Regions from separate parts of the Mus musculus genome. Here region 1 is linked to region 2. The links are chromatin contacts, called in public HiChIP or PLAC-seq maps. All regions are on one chromosome and are shown on one strand. Each heading gives the region's core, a stretch centred on a gene start, on an enhancer-like site or on the middle of the called end of the contact. The rest is flanking DNA. Distances are from core to core; before and after follow the strand shown.

Region 1 (4,953 bases), core at 2,021-4,520, 400 kb before region 2:
GCAAACATGTTTTAGAGCAGCAGGGAGCCCAGAAGGGAACAATTAAGGAAAGAGCGCCTCACTGGGGACCCTGTGCTCAGTCCGGTGGTTGGTAGTGTTGGACTAAGCACACGGTTCCCAATAGAGGAGTTAGAGAAAGGACTGAAGGAGCTGGTGGGGTTTGCAACACATATGAAGAACAACAGTATCAACCAACCAGATCCCCCAGAGCTCCCAGGGACTAAACCACCAACCAAAGAGCACACACAGAGGGATCCGTGGCTCCAGATACATATGTAGCAGAGGATGGCCTTGTCAGGCATCAGTGAGAGGAGAGGCCCTTGGTCCTGGGAAAGCTTGATGCCCCAGTGTAGGGGAATGCCAGTGTGGGGAGGTGGGAGTATGAGGAACACCCTCATAGAAGCAGGGGGAGGGGGTTTCTGAAAGGGAAATCAGAAAAGGGGATAACGTTTGAAATGTAAATAAGTAAAATATCCAATAAGAGAAAGAAAGAGAGAAAGAAAGAGAGAGAGAGAGAGAGAAAGAAAGAAAGAAAGAAAGAGAAAGGAAGGAAGGAAGGAAGGAAGGAAGGAAGGAAGGAAGAAAGAAAGAAAGAAAGAAAGAAAGAAAGAAAGAGAGAGAGAGTGATTCTAAGATTCTAGTCCCTCAACCTGTAGGTCAGAATACGTTATATGATGGAGGGTTAATTAGGATGAGTTACTTAGAGTGACTTATTCTAAGTAGCGAGGCTCTGCTCCATCATAACAACAAGCTGATATAAATAAAGCTGAATTTGGGAGGGGGTGGGAGGGCCAGACATGTGGGATGGGTAGAAAGACTGGAGACATGATGGAATTATATTTTAATTCAATTAAAACATTTAAATAATAAAGAGATTCTAGGTTCTTTCTCTTTTTTTTCCTCTCCAAAATACAAGGGCTGGAAAGATAGCTTAGATACAGCACTTACTGCTCTTCCAGAGGACTGAGGTCTGATTCCCAGCACCCATATGGTGGCTCACACTCCAGTTCGGGGGCTATGTTACCCTCTTCTGGACCAGGAATACACGTGGTGCACAGACGTACTTGCAAGCAAAGACTCAAAGATTTAAGACAAAACAAAACAAAAACCCCAGAAAATCTCCTGCTCCTTTCCTAGTAACTTTTAATAAGCTCAGTCCTCTCACCAACGCTGCCTCACAGAAGAGAAGACCGAGGCTGAACTGCTGGACTTGGGGCATCTGTTTAGATGCAGCAGGCAGCAAAGTGGAGGGAAAACAGGGCAGGTTTGAACTTCCCTCCACTGTGAGTCTATGCACCTTTCTTTATAGCACAGAGTTCTTGCAGCTCACTGTCTTTTAAGTGAGACATGCTAGGTGAGAATGTCAGGCCATTAAACGAGGTGAGAAATGCAAGGGCATTTTCTTATACTTATGGACTTAAGGCCCACTGCACGAGTGGCTGATTTACGGGTAACCTGATTCTTTTTGGCATGGAATCCTTATAGTTTATTGTTTTAGCAGTCCACATGCTCGATTACTTTTTCTAGTTCATGATTTTTATGCCATTTGGAATAAACATATTTCTTACCAGGAGACATTGTAGGTGTGGGTCACACAGAGTAAATGACAGAACAATGACCGACCATGACTGTCAGGGTTGACAAGTGGCAGACTTCCGGCAGGACTTACCACTGTGACTGGATGATGTTTCTCCACAACGACTGAGCCCATGGGAGGAGAGACTCCCATTATCGCCAAACTGCTGTTGATTCTAGCTTTGGAACCAAAATCAGACCGACCTGTGATCCGGGCTGTAATTGTCTTCCCAGCTTTCTGCTGGGCTGCGGTCACGACTCTTGGTGCGTACTACAAACAAAAACCAATACCCGGTTGGTGGGAGAGCCAGGGCGTGATTGACATTACTCGGTTCTTTAACTTTCAAAGAACGCACACAATACTTAAAACCTAATGAGACAAAAAGACAAAACAAAAACCCAACATTCCCAAACTCCAAAATATTTCTTTAACCTGGGCATGCCAGTGTTTAAAAAGTTCTTGAGATTTAAAACCTTATTATGAAAGGACAGACTGCCAGGAAGTCCCCTTGTGTGCTCGCTTAGGTTTCCTGAAAGGATCAAGTCTTACCTGAAGGAAAACCACACGGACACCAGGTACCAGGCCTGTGTACACATGGCTGCGCCATTTTATTGCATGCAATTCTTTCCATTCCACATGTAATTATTCCATCAAACATGTCACCTTCTGCCCATGTCCCCTCCTCTCGCTCATCGCATGCATCCTTCATCACCAACCACTGTCTGTGTCATGACTTTTATCCCAAGTGGCATCATTACGTGTTTTTGTTCTGCTTTAAAAAAGCGTTATCAATATGTTTCATAAATAAAATAATTTAAATAATTTTTAAAGAGTGATTTCATACAACAGATTAGTTTCTTTTTTCTGTACTCTACTACATTCAGTAAACAGTATTTTAAAGTTATTTTTGTAGAAATATTGCAAAAGTGGAACAATGCTATAAAGAAGCAGCTTCAACATTTAAAGGCTTTGCTGGTGGCCACTGGATGCTCCTGAAGAAAGCCTACATGCAAACCAAGAGCAGTTAACGACGTAAATGCTCATCACGGTATAAGGTGATGCTCTTTGATTTAACTTGCAGTTCTCCATTCATGTTTCATATTTAAATTATTACTTATCTACCCTCTAACTTGGTTAGAAATGGAAAGGATGGTTGCTAGTATACAATATAATAGCTCCAAAAAAAGTGGTTTTTTTGTCTACCATGAATGGACCTAAGGGTTTGATTCCCATCTCAACAAATAAAACATTTAATAATTTCTGATGAATATTAACTTCTTTTAAGGACTGCAGATATATTTTCCCCATGCATATCCTTCCATCCATCCTCCCTCCCTTCGGTTTTAATCTGTATGTGTGCTTGTACATGCACATGCATAAACCAGAGAAGATGCTGGGTGCCTCTCGATTGCTCAGACATGATGCCTTGAGACAGGGTCTCTCACTGAACCAGAAGCTCACTGTTTCATTTAGGCTGGCTTCCTTCAAGCTCCCAGGCCACCTATCTGTCTCCCCTGTGCACCCCTAGCCCCGTATGCTGGGGTTAGAGTCAATATACAACCATGCCTGGCTTTTCTGAAAATAAGTGCTGAGATTTGAAGTTAGGTCCTCAAGTACTTTTCTGGGCTGAGCCATCTTCTCAGGCCCATGTTTTAATTATCACACTCTTCTTACTTGAAGGAGAAAATAACCTGCTGTGCACAGCTGGGGGAATTATGCTCTTCTAACATGGACTGATTTGGGTGTAACTAAAAGCGCAGTATGAACTAGTAATCTAAATGCATTTTTTCCTCAATGGCTCTTCCAAAAACATTGACTATATAATGGTCCTTTCCTGGTGGTCTGCCCCATCCAAGATTCTCTCTTTATCTGCATGCAGCTGGAGACAATCAAACCTGTCTATTCAATCAGGGAGAGGATAATGAAGGAGGCTTGGCTCTGGGGAAATTACAGCAACTCAAAGGAAAACAACATTTAAAAAGGTTGTGCAATTCCTTAAAAAATCTGGAAAGAATTTAGTTTAGTTCCATAAAAACCCAAGCAAAGGCAAAAATGAAGCAATTAATTCTAGGAACAAAAAACACGCTGGAAGGAAATATATATATGTGTATGTATGTGTATATATATATTTTTTTTCAAGGCTTAGCTATATTTACACAGGAATCTCAAGTACTGATTTAATTGAAAGTTGGAATAGCTATATGTAAACATTAACACACAGAAAGAAGGACGGTGGGGACAAGCAGAAGCTAAGACTATGTCAAAGGTGGAATCCTTCATCCATAGGTGGAAGTCAACAGATACTGTTTCAGATTAACAGACATACCAATGACAGGAACACACTGCTGAGGAACAGGGTCTGGGCGAAACCCCTAACAGCTCGGGGAGGGTTGAGGGCTACTGCTGAAAATGTAGAACTGCATTTTAATAGAGAGCTTTATGGATCTTATAAATTTTAAGATATTTAAGGGCTGCAAATATAGCTCAGTGGGTAAGTGCATATATCCTATTTTTCAGAGGAACTGGGTTTGAATCCCAGCAACCAACTCAGGTAGCGTACAAGCACCTGTAACTCTGGTGCCAAGGGAAATTAGCATTGGGGGAGAAGCCCCAATTACTAAATCCATGCTAAGTACAGAAAATTGCGGTACAACTGAGACTCTAACTTTATGGCTGCCCAATTACACCGGAAGGTGTTAAACACACCTGATTCATAGCAGCCCATTTCACCTGGAGAAAGAGGCAGTACAAGAAAACTCAGAAAAGTTTGGAATGAGAAACACCAGAGTAGCCAGAAAATATAGATGAGCAGCTACTGTCAACCAATCTGGGAACTGTGTTAGGACAACTCCAGTGTGATGAAAATTGGCCCTCGGCTAAAGACATATGTAAAGATTCTATCTGTAGTCACATAAATTTAGACACGTCACCATCAAGGACCTGCATGTTTGTAAGAGTTGACTCTAATGGTCACTTGCTAACTGTTTTGTGTATACAGTAAGTGGAGGCTGGAGAGACAACCCTGTTTAGAGCACTTCCCCATCTTCCAGAGGACCTGGGTTTGTTCTCAGCACTACATCAAGTGGCTTACAAGCACTACAGCTCCAGGAGATCAGACATCCTCTTTTGGGTATCCCCACAACACATATACCATATACATTTACAAAGTAATGTGTAAGTAATCCAAATAGCTTAAACGGGTAGAAAAAAGAGCTGTATCAAAAATGCATGAAGATATTTTAGAAAGTATTTATATAAAAAATTATTAGAAAAGGTTGCTGCAGGGAGAAAACAAAACTAGAAGATAGTGTTGAACATTTTGCTAGTTTGGAAAATAAAAGAGCACACTGAGGAAGGCTTATAGTAGAAATGTGATT
Region 2 (5,080 bases), core at 2,433-4,932:
TGAAAGGGTTATGAAGAGACTGGGGGATCAGCGATTAAGGGTTTTTTTTCTTTCTAAAGTATGTGGAGGACGTTTCTGTAGTGTACACATTCAAGAAAAAATCTGATGATACTTAATTTTTATTAGATATTTTCTTTATATACATTTCAAATGCTATCCCCAAAGTTCCCTATACCCTCCCTCTGCCCTGCTCCCCTACCCACCCACTCCCGCTTCTTGGCCCTGGCATTCCCCTGATCTGGTGTATATATAATGTTTGCAATACCAAGGGGCCTCTCTTCCCAGTGATGGCCAACTAGGCCATCTTCTGCTACATATGCAGCTAGAGATACGAGCTCTGGAGGAACTGGTTAGCTCATATTGTTGTTCCACCTATAGGGTTGCAGACCCCTTCAGCTCCTTGAGTGCTTTCTCTAGCTCCTCCATTGGGGGCCCTGTGTTCCATCTTATAGATGGCTGTGAGCATCCACTTCTGTATTTGCCAGGCACTGGCATAGCCTCATATGAAACAGCTATAACAGGGTTCCTTCATCAAAATCTATTTGGCATATGCAATAGTGTCTGGATCCCCGGGTGGGGTAGTCTCTGGATAGTCCATCCTTTCATCTTAGCTCCAAACTTTGTCTCTATAACTCCTTTCATTGGAATTTTGTTCCCTATTCTAAGGAAGAATGAAGTATCTACTCATTGGTCTTCCCTCTTCTTGATTATCTTGTGTTTTGCAAATTGTATCTTGGGTGTTCTATGTTCCTGGGCTAATATCCACTTATCAGTGAGTGCATATCTAATGACTTCTTTTGTGATTGGGTTACCTCACTATGGATGATATCCTCCAGATACATCCATTTGTCCAAGAATTTCATAAATCCATTATTTTTAATAGCTAAGTAGTACTCCATAGTGTAAATGTACCACATTTTCTGTATCCATTCTTCTATTGAGGGAAATCTGGGTTCTTTCCAGCTTCTGGCTATTATAAATAAGGCTGCTATGAACATAGTGGAGCATGTGTTCTTATTACCAGTTGGCACTTCTTCTGGCTATATGCCCAGGAGAGGTATTGCTGAATCTTCTGGTAGTATTATGTCCAATTTTCTGGGGAACCTTCAGACTGACTTAAATCAATGGCCTTTCTCTACACAAATGATAAATGGACTGAGAAAGAAATTAGGGAAACAACACCTTTCACAATAGTCACAAATAATATAAAATACCTTGGTGTGACTCTAACTAAGGAAGTGAAAGATCTGTATAAGAACTTCAAGTCTCTGAAGAAAGAAATTGAAGAAGATCTCAGAAGATGGAAAGATCTCCCAATGCTCATGGATTGGCAGGATTAATATAGTGAAAATGGCTATCCTGCCGAAAGCAATCTACAGATTCAATGCAATCCCCATCAAAATCCCAACTCAATTCTTCACTGAGATAGAAAGGGCAATTTGCAAATTCATCTGGAAAAATAAAAAACCTAGGATAGCAAAAACGCCTCTCAACAATAAAAGAACCTCTGGTGGAACCACCATGCCTGACCTTAAGCTGTACTACAGAGCAACTGTGATAAAAACTACATGGCACTGGTACAGTGACAGACAGGTAGATCAATGGAATAGAATTGAAGACCCAGAAATGAACCCACACACCTATTGTCACCTGATGATACTTATAACAATATAGACATGTACATTCCACCCCTCAAGTATGCCCAGAGATATGCATATACAGAACCGTAAGGGCCATAAAAGGATATAGTCATAGTGTTTGTGGAAGAAATAATTGGCAACCCCAGTTCCCATCACTAGGGCAATGGGTAATGTAAAAGGTATGGAATCCGCATGTCTGTTAAGAACAGATGTGGAGTGGGGTCTAAAAGCATAAAACTGAGTAGCCTGGAAGGAATAAGAAAAAGAGCAAAGCGTCTAGAGCATGTTGCTATTGTTAAGAAAAGACACATGGCCCACTTTAGAAGGTGTTCCTCAAATTCTGATCTATGATTTAAAACACCTCATCTGCAGGGAGGGTGGTGGGGAGGATGGAGTGGATGCTGGTACAAAATGATGAGCCTTCTTTACACAGTGCCGTGCAAAAGGTGTGGTGGAAGATGCCGCCCTCTGTCCCTAAGGTTAAAAAGAAAACCAGCATCAAGGGTTCTTGCTGCATGTACATCACCCAAGCATAAGATGCATAAATGACAGAAATACAGAAGCAGAGTGAGACCCTGACTGAGACCGCACGGCCTGTCCTCGTCTACATTCCTGCACCCGTCGGGTCTCCAAGCCTTGGTGTCTGACGCTCACTCGCTGGAAAACATTTGCCATCTCCTTACCATAGCATTCTGTGGCCCAATGGTAAATTCTTCATAAAAGTTGGGGAGTGGATTAAGAGCCCTCTGATTTTTTTTTTTTTTTTTTTGGCCAGGTGTAGGAATCTGTAGTTAATTAGCAGCTCTGAACACTGGATAGTCGTTTCCAAGGTCCCCAAACAGCTGCATCTGATCAGCTGTGCAGTAGGTCCCTAAAGCTCACCCCCACCTCATCTGAGTAAAACTGTACCACTTGACACATACCTGGGATAAGTGTTTTGTTAAGGAGCTTGATTTAATCAGCCCACAATGCGAACACCCTGTATATCAAAACATCATGTTGTGGACCGGCACTGTAGCCCAGTGAGGGAACCCATGCATCAGAACCCATGCATCAGATGTATCAGGAATTGGATTTCATCCCCTGAACGAAGAAGACACAGCCATGCCACCACCATAGCCTGACACAGAGAGAGAGAAAGAGAGAGAGAGAGAGATCACCATGCCCACTAAATATCTTATATAACATTGTCCATTTTTAAAAGATGCCAATTTTTTTCTTTTTTTATGCTTAGTCATTATTTATTGGATATTTTCTTTATTTACATTTCAAATGTTATCCGTTTTCCCGATTCCCACCCCCCAGAAACCCCCTATCCCATCCCCCCCTCCTCGTACTTCTATGAGGGTGTGCCCCCACCCACCCACCCACTCCCACCTCCTCGCCCTCACATTCCCCTACACTGAGGCATCAAGCCTACTGCAGCTGTGGCTTCCTCTGATCTTAGGAAGTGTGGATTTTGTTTTGTTTTGTTTTGTTTTGTTTAAATCTTTTCATGCCACAACAATGTAGCTGCATTAACTCGGGGCACAGAATCAAGCTCTGTTATAGGGGGTCTCAGTATATGTAATTCTTTTAAATAAATTCTTATTTCTTTAGAGTAGAGTGCACTGTTATAATCCAGGGTGCATATGGGCATATTGGTTGGATTTTTTATAACTATGAAGTATTATTCAATAGATATTTAAGTGTCATGGAGCCTATAATTTAGAAGTACCCCTGCTTTGCATCTAACACTGCCTAGCCACAGCAATGTAATATTTGTCCTTTCTGCTTGTATAAAATTAAGCGTATGTATCAAACATTCACACTGAATAATGCAGCCATTATTACTCTGTGTGTTTCTGAGGAAAATCATGACTCACATGGACACCTCCACATAACCTGCCACTCATCAAAGCCAGCTCAATGCATTTAAGGCTTGCTGCAGTGGTTTTATACAAAAGATCTAGAAAACCTGCAGAGGAAAGGGGTTAGTCAGAGCCTTGAGCTTGCTCAGAGTCTGGAGGACGTCTTGTGCCTTTCCTACTGTGACTCACAAACAGAGCACTTCACGGAGGGGATGTTCCTCCCATCTGCTGTCCTGCCCTGTGGTAGAGTCCAGATCAGCAGATCTCACCCTGACTCCGGCTTCCTCTGATTGGTCGCCCTCTGCATCACTGCCATTGCCCTGAGAAACACGTGTCCTTGCCGCCTAAGAGCGTCATAAATCATGGTTTCCTCTTAAGGGATAGCTATTGATTTGGTCATTTGTGTCCCTTTTTCCCCTCTGGCTCACACTTTAGTGGGAAACCGTGGCTTCCTTTATGCAGTATGTTATAGCCAATCAGAAGGGCGGTCTGTGCTTCCCTGGTGTACAAAGAGAGGTGGCTATGGGTGAGGGATCTCACATGAGGATCTTATCCTGCAGAGAGTGTAATCAACAGATAAAAGCTTGAGCGGCTGCACATGCTAGCCAGACCTCATCAGAATTAGTCACTGCCTTTCCTGAGGCAGGGACAGCCAATCAGTACAGACGGAAAAACCAACACAGTCAAAGACAGTGTATTTGTGTTCCACTGTGTACTTAAAGCCAGTGAACACTCAGGTTTTGCTATAGTTACTGATTCAGCCTTTGAGGCCAAAATTATGCTATGAGGTTCATGTCCCGCCCCCAAAATGCTTATTTATATCCTTTCTGTAGCAATGACTCCTCTAACCCTCCTTACTATTTAGTTCACACACATGAACATGCACACACAGCACACACACACACAAACACGCACACACATGCATGTACATTTTTTAAGTAAAAAGGATATACTATTATAATATTTTAATTAACCCACTAATCATCTAAAATATAACCACTTAAACAGAATTTAACATGAAAAATTAGATATTTACATATTTTTTCTGCCAGTAAATCTTCAAATCTGGCAAGTTTACTAAACTTGTCTCAGTTTGCAATCAAATTTCCAGTTCCCAGTTCCCAGTTCCCAGTTGAAAGTGTAGATTCGGAGTCTCACTACCTGCATGGCAGTCTGGGATAGCTCTCCACTGCTCTCTGCATTGATTATTTGTTTTAGGGACACCAGGCCCTACATGTATGCGCTTCTTTTGGTGGAAGACAATCTCTGCAAGTGTTCCAACCATTCCCAATATTTTCTAAATATAAATTCATCAAAACTAACCAACCTTCTCATTCAGTACTGTAGTCCCACTGGCCACATTTTAAGTGCTTGGTAGCCATGGGCAGCTAGGGGCTGACATATTGGACAGCATAGATCTATCAGTCAAGATGCTTAAACACTTGGTAACAAACACACTCATGAAAAGATGGTACAAGAGGAGAGCCGAGCCCTGAGCCTTTGCCTACATCCTCTCCTGGATGGGAGCCCATCTCATTCGTGAGGTTTGTTGTTGGCTTTTCCCATAGATTTCCCAGTTGGGTCAGCTCC

What was found. HiChIP or PLAC-seq counts read pairs in DNA pulled down with a chosen protein or histone mark.
Region 1: a contact with region 2 is called in an H3K27ac HiChIP or PLAC-seq map of SST interneurons, with 8 times the contacts expected there. The contact joins two enhancer-like sites. A contact is called at or near these places in 19 of 39 promoter capture datasets (the 3T3-L1 cell line, 3T3-L1-derived adipocytes, the HPC-7 cell line and 11 more), 15 of 484 Hi-C or Micro-C datasets (the G1E-ER4 cell line, cerebellar granule neurons, cochlea and 7 more), 3 of 115 datasets of contacts at active chromatin or transcription factors (SST interneurons, cardiomyocytes and embryonic basal ganglia) and 2 of 9 other capture datasets (embryonic stem cells and pancreatic islet).

The regions. Positions count from the first base shown.
Region 1 is chr13:96,407,483-96,412,435 of GRCm38.p6, reverse strand. It overlaps Poc5 (POC5 centriolar protein), which reads right to left. Exons shown (of 13, transcript NM_026173.3): 12 at 1,670-1,846. Among named protein-coding and RNA genes, the nearest start is that of Poc5, 22 kb to the right of the region's middle. Within about 2 kb of position 3,270, at least 6 of the 459 cell types and tissues checked have an H3K27ac peak or open chromatin away from gene starts, as enhancers often do. A contact at or near this core is called in SST interneurons, where this site is marked.
Region 2 is chr13:96,009,988-96,015,067 of GRCm38.p6, reverse strand. All of the region lies in intron 4 of Sv2c (synaptic vesicle glycoprotein 2c), which reads left to right. Among named protein-coding and RNA genes, the nearest start is that of Gm24032, 120 kb to the right of the region's middle. Within about 2 kb of position 3,682, at least 75 of the 459 cell types and tissues checked have an H3K27ac peak or open chromatin away from gene starts, as enhancers often do. A contact at or near this core is called in SST interneurons, where this site is marked.